2 separate regions of the Mus musculus genome follow, and region 1 is linked to region 2. Evidence: chromatin contacts called from public HiChIP or PLAC-seq data. All regions are on one chromosome and are shown on one strand. The core of a region is the stretch at or near the end of the contact, and the rest is flanking DNA. Distances in the headings are between cores, read along the strand shown.

Region 1 (3,816 bases), core at 293-2,792, 100 kb after region 2:
TGATATACTTCAAAATATATTTGATGACTAAATCGTTAAGACTCCAAGAGCAGAATGAAAAAGACTGATTCCAGGACTCTTATATTAAATAAAAAATTTGAGTTTTCACAGACCAACAATCATAAAGACATTGATCTATGCAGAAGCCTTAATTTATACAGGCAAGTTATTATCAAAAGAAAATATAAAAGAAAATACTTATTAGAGACGATCGCATTTTCTATTTCTCTTGGATTTTAAACTGGATTTTTAATACACATGGAGTGGAGTTAAAGCAAATAAAAGCAGGACACAATAATGCAGACCTTCATTAATTCTAATTCCCCCGAGAACAAAATAGAAAAGAAACCAATGTTTAAAACGAAAAGTGTTCTCTCTCCCTTAAGCTAACAAACGGAGGGGGTTTTGTTAGAAAAAAATATTCCCCAACTTTATTTTCTGTTAACCTCAAACTGGGAATTTAGATAAGTGACTGTAGAACATGCAGATTTAAAGAAAAGATCAATCAGATCAAATTTAAAATTGATTTTTTTTCCTGATGAGTGAAGAACTATGCAAGAGAGTGCTGCCCTCCCAGCCTCGAGGAAAGGAAAGGGGAGTAGAGTCATTCGAAAATAAAACTATAAACAAATGGGAAAAAAACTCACAAACATTACTGGCATTTTTTTTTTAAATCAAAGCAAATGTTGCGACTGCTTTAACATCTAAGAATTCCCTCAATGTAATTGTCTGTTTACTGCTGTTCCGCTCCTAGTGTTTTTGTTCTAAGAGCCACGGAAGTCTCCCTCTAGCTAATATCGGACAGGGACGGTCCACGGATTCTGGCTGCAATTGTGCACGTGTGTTCAGAATCCCAAATGAAAGGGGAAAATAATTTGTGTTTAAAATGCATTTTTTTTTGTTTTTGTTGGGTAAAGCAGCAAATATTTTTCATCTAAAGTCTTCAACCAAATAGGCACATTAAAACAGAGACTTTTAATTTAACAATCTCCAGCCCCTCACTACACATACACACACACACACACACACACACACACACACACACACACACACAAAATATACACATATTTGCAATGTTACATAATAGTAATGAAAGTATGTGATAATTATATCATAAGAATGAAATATGATAAGAACTTATAGATGGCAAAGAACATAGAAATACTCTAAGACAGTGATACTGTATCTTTAAATACTTGCATGCAAAGCCAGCATCAATTGAGTAGATCTTTATTTATATTACCTTAGGTTTTAATTTCATTCAATAATCAGTTTTCATTTTGGATCTTCCAAATCTTTTCAGGCTGAGTGTCGCATCGTCTCCTGGAGCCTCTAGATCTGTGTGTATCTGCACTATCTCATTGATCTCTAAAAAGTGACATTGATGCCAACTGCCAGAGCTGGTACCCATGCCATCTGCTAGTGACGTCACAGGGCAGAGAGAGCCATGTGATCCTCTCTTGGGACCTTCATTCTGCACTGATCATCTGGCATCCCTGTAAGTGGGTACCAGCATTCATGCATCAACACAGGAGGTTAGACTGATAGGGAAAAAATCTGCACCAGCCTTTTACATACAGTAGGTGTGTTTCTCTTCTAGCTGCTCGGGTCTCACTGGCAATCTGTAGAAAGAGCTGTGTTAGTGATGTGTTTCGCCCTGCCAATGGTGCAACTGTTAGGCAGTCGTTAATATTCCATTCATTTGCAAGGTGGGCTTTTGTGTGAGTGAGAGAGGTTTTTGTTGTTTGTGGGGTTGTTGTTTTGCAAGGATCACCAGCTCCTCCTGGTGCATCTGGGTACCAGGGAAGGAGAGCCTTGTGTGGGAACTAGAAGCTGGGGTTGGATACTGAAGGAAACCAAGATTAAGGTCGACAAAGGGGTCAGCAAAGGGCTTCTTATTTCCCTGTTTTGCTTTACGGCATGTAACTTGTGGGTGTGTGCCTGTGTATTTTTCTACTCCCGACTTCTTTGCTTCTCAGGATTTCAGAATAAAAGATCAGTTTATCCATCTGGGGTCTGTGAAAGACATCTTCAAATGCTCCCTTACACTTGCTGCTGTCTTTTCCGCAACTTTTCAGAGGGAGTGTATGCAGACAGAACTGCACACAGACCAATTGTAGAGCTAAAGTGAGTCTTTGGTTAGATTTTGCTCACCGCTGAGCCACTAACTCCTCTCAGTTCCTCTCCCTGATCTCCTGGTGTTTAACCTGCTTGTGCTTTCTCCTTTCAGACACAATAAACAGGAAAACCATCGCTTCAATCTGCTGTTTTTCTCCCCTTGACATGTGGCAGCAGCACATTTTATTTATTCTTTTAAACCAAAGGTTTAATTTCCTTAATTTTTGGAGCTTTCATTATTTTTTTTCTCTGCCCTACTAATTTTATCCTTGCTACATTGTTTTCTCTAGACCCAGATTCACTTAAGTATCTTATTGTTTTAACATCAGTGTTCTGTTCTATTTCTCCTTTTCCCTCGTTCCCCCTCCTGGTGCCTTTTTAACGAAGCAGGGCAGAAGCAGTTAAGCAGAGCTGGCAAAGCCCTTCTAATGAAACAGGATGTAAAGCTAGGGGCCCTCTCTCTCCACTCCTCTCCTCCTCTGAGACATCTCCTTCCCGAACGGACATGGAATTTTAGGCACACCAGAAAATGGCAAAATGTGAACTTTTGAAAAAGTGAAACAAACAAACAAATAAAGACAAGCCGCATTGTTTGACAGTTGCACAATCTCTGGCTCTAATGTGGAAAAGCATGCTCTTGGTCCCAGTATAATTCCTGGCAGCCTGGCATGGTTGAGGTCGTGTTAGCACTTCCCTTATAAATCCCACCTTTGAAAGATTTAGAATTCGGCCGCTTTAATACACTTTGGATTCAACCAAACTGGCACCCAGGTTCAATTCTGCTCCTTTTACCCTACTCAGGTCTATCCCCTTAAAAAAGTTTGCCTGACCTTTCCTGAAAGGTTGTAGAAAAGATCGAGGGTTGACCAAAAGAAAGATGCTAGGGAAAAGTGCTTTTCATCTCTCTTAAAGAGGCAGTAAAAAAAAGAGCAAAAATTTAAAACACTAGTAGACCTATTAATTTATAGATTAAAATAGGTCAGTGGGGCTAGCTTGTATTTCACACTAAAACTTGTCACATCAGTCATTTTAGAATTTGCAGCTCAGTTTTACTAGTGACGTTTTAAATATATTTTGTGTAGCTTTTGGTTCAACATCTAAATGTGATTTTGCATAAATACCAAGAATATCAATAGAAAGGCAGATGCTGGTGTCAGTTGTTCTCGTGTGTGATTTAATTTTTAAATGTGAAGGAGGGGAAAACATCAGATTCCTGAGCTACAAAGGCAGGCAGAGCCGCCTTGGATCTCCCATGTTACAACTGTTCTAAGTCCCCAGGAGCTAGCTGTATTGTATTAAATGTGTCACAGACACAAAAGTCAAAAGCCAGTAACAATCTGATTTGATATTTCTGTAGAAAATTATTACCAATGTAACAGACGGGAAAACGGGAAAGACTGATCCTATATTTTACGTTTACATGGGGGACGGAGAGAGAGAGAGAGAGAGAGAGAGAGAGAGAGAGAGAGAGAGAGAGAGAGAGAGAGAGAGAGAGAGAGAGAGAATATTGGTGGCTCTTCTATTCCGGCTGGTAACATGAAAGAAAAGCCTTTGGTGCTGAAGTAATGAAGTGATGAGGGGCCAGGGGGACAAAGAGTGTTCATGGATTGTGATTGTTTATTATTACATGAAACACTTAATTTTTCTTTATTCTTAAAAAAAAAAAAAAAGGCAGGGGTAGAGACTAACAACTGTTAG
Region 2 (4,233 bases), core at 1,590-4,089:
TAGTGCTCTACCACCTTATGCGAAGGACTCGAGCCTTCGTGGTTATCAACAAGGGGGTCTGCCTAAGAAAAAAGCCAGAAGAGTTGGCTCTTTTATGGTCTTGTAAGGTCAGTTTTTTTTTAGAAAAAAAAATTATCATTGTCATCATAGTCATCACTACTATCATCATATGCATGGGTATATTGCCTACACCTGTGGCTGAACACTACATATGTGCCTGGTGCCTGTGGGGTGGCCAGAGAGAGTGTTGAATCCTCTGGAAATGGTTATGAGCCACCAATGTGGGTGCTAAGAATTGCACCCAGGTCCTCTAAAAGAGCAGTCAGTGCTTTTAACCACCAAGCCATCTCTCCAGCACTGCAGAGTTAAGTGTTTTTAAAGGTGGTAAGGACGTCCAGGTACCTTAGAACTGTGAGCTTTGGACTGGCATGAAAGCCCAGATCTTGGTCCTCTGCCTGCTTATTGATATTTCTATCCTTTTTATTACTTGAGCAACATTTTGTCTTTGGTTTTATTTTTCAAATGGGGGATGGCTGACTTTTCCCTCTTGGGTGGTTGAGGCAATACTGAAAGAGATACAGTCATAAAGTGTGCCTTCAGGTAGACTCTTGCTAAGTGTCAGTTTTCCAGAGTGACGTGGATGCTGTACATGGGTTTGGTGCATCTTGGGTTTTTTTATTATTGTTATTATTATTATTCAGTTTTCTTAATTGTTAGTGTTTGATGCAAACAGAAGCAAAAGCCACCTGTTTAAATAGAACAGGGTAGGATATAGTGTCCTCATCTTATTTCTGGTAATGAAGAAGACAAGCTTACACAATATTAATTACTCCTTGTCAGCAATACAGTAAGGAGGACAGAGCTGGACACCCACTGAGTCACCATCATGGGATGGCAGGGGTTTGAGCAGAGTAGATATCATGTGTCACACTGTCACTGTCATTCTGTCATTCACTGGTGACTGGGGCCATATGAGGCCCAGAATAGTGCACAGCTGCTCAGCGCAACAACCAAACCAAAGAACATGGCAAGAGTTCATGTTGGGCTGGGCTTGAAAAATTCAGCATAATGTTTTCCTTCAATAACAGTGTGAAGAGACTTAAATTCTTCAATTTATATGTTTCGGTTTTGTGTTCAATTTTAAAGATGCCATATCATTATGTGGTTTTACTTTTCAAAATTGTGTTATTGGGAGACTGAAAATGTTTGTCTGATGATGAGCGAGTCCTTCTACCTGTGAGCCACTAACCCTCTCCAAGGCAGAGACAATATTTTAAGAAGCAAGTGTCATAGCACTTAACTCTATGCAGCTGCCAAACTGCTGGGCTGGTGATCAAACTTAGGGGATAGGTATGAGTTTTGTCAGAAGGAATCTCTGGAAATTTGGTAAAAAAAAAAAAAAAAAAAAAAAAAAAACCAACCCAAACCAAAAAACCATAAAAAAAAAAACAAAAAAAAAAAAAACAGCTGAATTAATTTACAGCCTAACGGCATTTGATCATAATTTCTCTTGGATGTGGTTTCTTGTTGGTAAAATATAGAAAAAAATCGCATGTAACGTCTTAGAGCACATGGAAAGTACATTCTCATGAAATGTACATGATTATATAGTTAAATATTTATGGGAACTTTTCATTTTTTCTTTTGCCATTCAGCCTGCTTTCAAAACATTCAAATATATTTGGCTTTTGTAACTTTGTTAATTAAACCTAAAACAGATGGAATTATAGAAATCTCAGGGTTTAAAATATCATCTTAATTGGTTTACAATCTATGTGACATGGAGTGCCACTCATAGTGTATAAAACAGATACTTTGGCTCCAAAGATGTGGCATGCCAATTAATTTTTCTTCTACTCTTTCAATTAAATTTTGTTCCTTTCATTATGATGTCCTCTTTCCTTTAGCTGGCTCCAAGAGTGTGATCTGCCTTAGCTGTGAGATGAGATGAAGCTTGGTAGCCGGAAGTCACATGGGTGAGCTTCTTTCTGAAAGAAGTTTGGGAGGATGTGAATCTGCTGTTCTAAGGAGAACAAAGGGTGCGAGCACAGCTTTGAAGCAGCACATGAGGTCACCTTGGCCCCAGCTGAGGCTAGCCCCTCTGACAGTGATTGTCTAACACACACAGGTCACCTTGGCCCCAGCTGAGGCTAGCCCCTCTGACAGTGATTGTCTAACACACACAGGTCACTTTGGCCCCAGCTGAGGCTAGCCCCTCTGACAGTGATTGTCTAACACACACAGGTGACCTTGGCTGCAGCTGAGGCTAGCCCTTCTGACAGCGATTGTCTAACACATACAGGCAATCCCAGCCCTTCTGCTTTTCTGGAATGGTATTGATTTCAAATACTCTTTCTCAAGACTCCACTAAGAACATTAATCTGTATCAGGCCTGTGTTCTGTTGCATCTGAACTGGCCCAGTAGTGGTGACTAGATATTGGTCTGGGGAGGTTTGAACAGGATATTTCATGTGTATCTAGGAGCCTTAAGATCAGGCATTTGGTCAGAATCTCCCAGTCTACTATTGATTATGATTGTGAGGCCCACAGCGAAGGCCTCCATTAAGTAAACCCACTTTCTCCAGCAAAGGGATGGTCATTAAAAAAATATCACCCTACAATTTTTTTTTTTTTTTGCTAACAAAATTAAACCCGACTGTTTGTTTCAAATATCTCAATTTGCCATTTAGATGTGATTTTAAACCCACCATTCCCCCCCCCATGTTGCCATGGTAACAGGTTTGGGCCCTCATGGGTGACAGAAAACCACCATAGTACCAGTTCTTGTTTGAACACACATGTTCACTGGCTTTCCTTCTGCCTTGAGGCAGGAGGAGCGGCAAGCCTGGAATCACCGCCTCCACAGCAAGGTAGATCCCAGCATCAAATAGCACTCAGAGCTGGGAAATCGCCCACAGCAGGGACAGATTACCTCTTACAGTCACTACAGAGAACATTCACATTCGAGCTTTAATGATCCCAGATAGAGCCCTTCTCCTCCCCACCAATGTGACATTTTGCAGACATTTTATATATCAAGGAAATATTTAATTGAAACGTGTTTCTGAGAGTGCCTACCGAGCTGGCTCCAGGCATCTTCCAACATGGCAGGGGTCAATTAAAAGAACCAATTGAGTGTTTTTTGACAACTTTAAAATATTTTTATAAAACAAGGCGGGGGAAGGAAGTGGACAAAAGTAAGGTGGAATCGCACGGAGCGTGACTAATGGCGCTCGCATGTTAAAGTCATGGGGAAAATGTCCTTGGAAGACAAATGAATTTTCAGCAGAATAATTAACTTAATTAACAAATTTGCATGCATATTCATCAGGCTATTGAAGTCTTTCCAGCCCAGCTTGATGAGCGTTGGTGTAATAATTGTCTCATTTACATTCTGCAATCTACTACAATTTAGGGCATGCAAAAAAGCCGACCTCTTCCCTTTGACTTTCTTTAGGACCCACGCAGTCCTAGAATCTTAGCCTTTGCCCACTCAGGAGCCTTCAGCTCAGGCCTTTGGAGAGAACCCCCAGAGATTTCACCATGACTTCCCATCCCCCACCCCTCCCTGCATCTCCTTTCTTTTCTTTTCTTTCTTTCTTTCTTTCTTTCTTTCTTTTTTTTTTCCCCCCTTTTGGTCCAGGTTTTTTTTTTTTTTTTTTTTTGCCTCTGCTTGCTCTCCTGGGTAAATCTTGGCACCAGTTCTGACTTCAAATCTCTTGGGTCGCCAGACTGCATCATGTAAAAATTGCCATTTCCCTCTATCTCTGCAGGGCAATCTTTAAAGGCAGCAAGGTGTGACGGCCCAGACTGGCAGCTTGGCACGTCGGAGCCCATGGATACCAGCACACGGGAATCTGGACTGTTCTCTCTCTCTCTCTCTCTCTCTCTCTCTCTCTCTCTCTCTCTCTCTCTCTCTCTGACAGCAGTCAGCAATGGGAACAAAAGGAATGGAGGGGGAAAAGCACAAATGTAGTTTTACATATTGTAGGCATATGGCCACAAGACCAGCAGAAATATATTTAATTACCAATTGCACGCATTAAAGAGAAAAACATTGGGGAGGGGGGAGAGAGACTGTAAGCACGGCAATATTATTCCCCTTTAACTTTTCACCTCTGTCTTTTCCTTTCTTCTAGTAATTGAGGATAAAAGGAAATGCGGATTAGAATTATAAAGGCTTATCTGCTGGAATCCCATCCAAGGTAATGGGGGCTTTGGCCTGACATGCTC

Evidence for each region. HiChIP or PLAC-seq counts read pairs in DNA pulled down with a chosen protein or histone mark.
Region 1: a contact with region 2 is called in an H3K4me3 HiChIP or PLAC-seq map of embryonic forebrain, with 7 times the contacts expected there. The contact joins the promoter of Neurod6 here to the enhancer-like site in region 2. A contact is called at or near these places in 1 of 39 promoter capture datasets (cranial neural crest), 2 of 484 Hi-C or Micro-C datasets (LSK cells and forebrain neurons), 3 of 115 datasets of contacts at active chromatin or transcription factors (embryonic forebrain, forebrain and neural progenitor cells) and 2 of 9 other capture datasets (liver and pancreatic islet).

Annotation. Positions count from the first base shown.
Region 1 is chr6:55,679,721-55,683,536 of GRCm38.p6, forward strand. Neurod6 (neurogenic differentiation 6) reads right to left here and starts at 1,543. Exons shown (of 2, transcript NM_009717.2): 1 at 1,244-1,543.
Region 2 is chr6:55,576,457-55,580,689 of GRCm38.p6, forward strand. It overlaps Gm34441 (a long non-coding RNA gene), which reads left to right. Exons shown (of 7, transcript XR_869122.1): 2 at 1,908-1,976; 3 at 3,774-4,205. Among named protein-coding and RNA genes, the nearest start is that of Gm34441, 42 kb to the left of the region's middle. Within about 2 kb of position 2,840, at least 16 of the 459 cell types and tissues checked have an H3K27ac peak or open chromatin away from gene starts, as enhancers often do. A contact at or near this core is called in embryonic forebrain and forebrain, where this site is marked.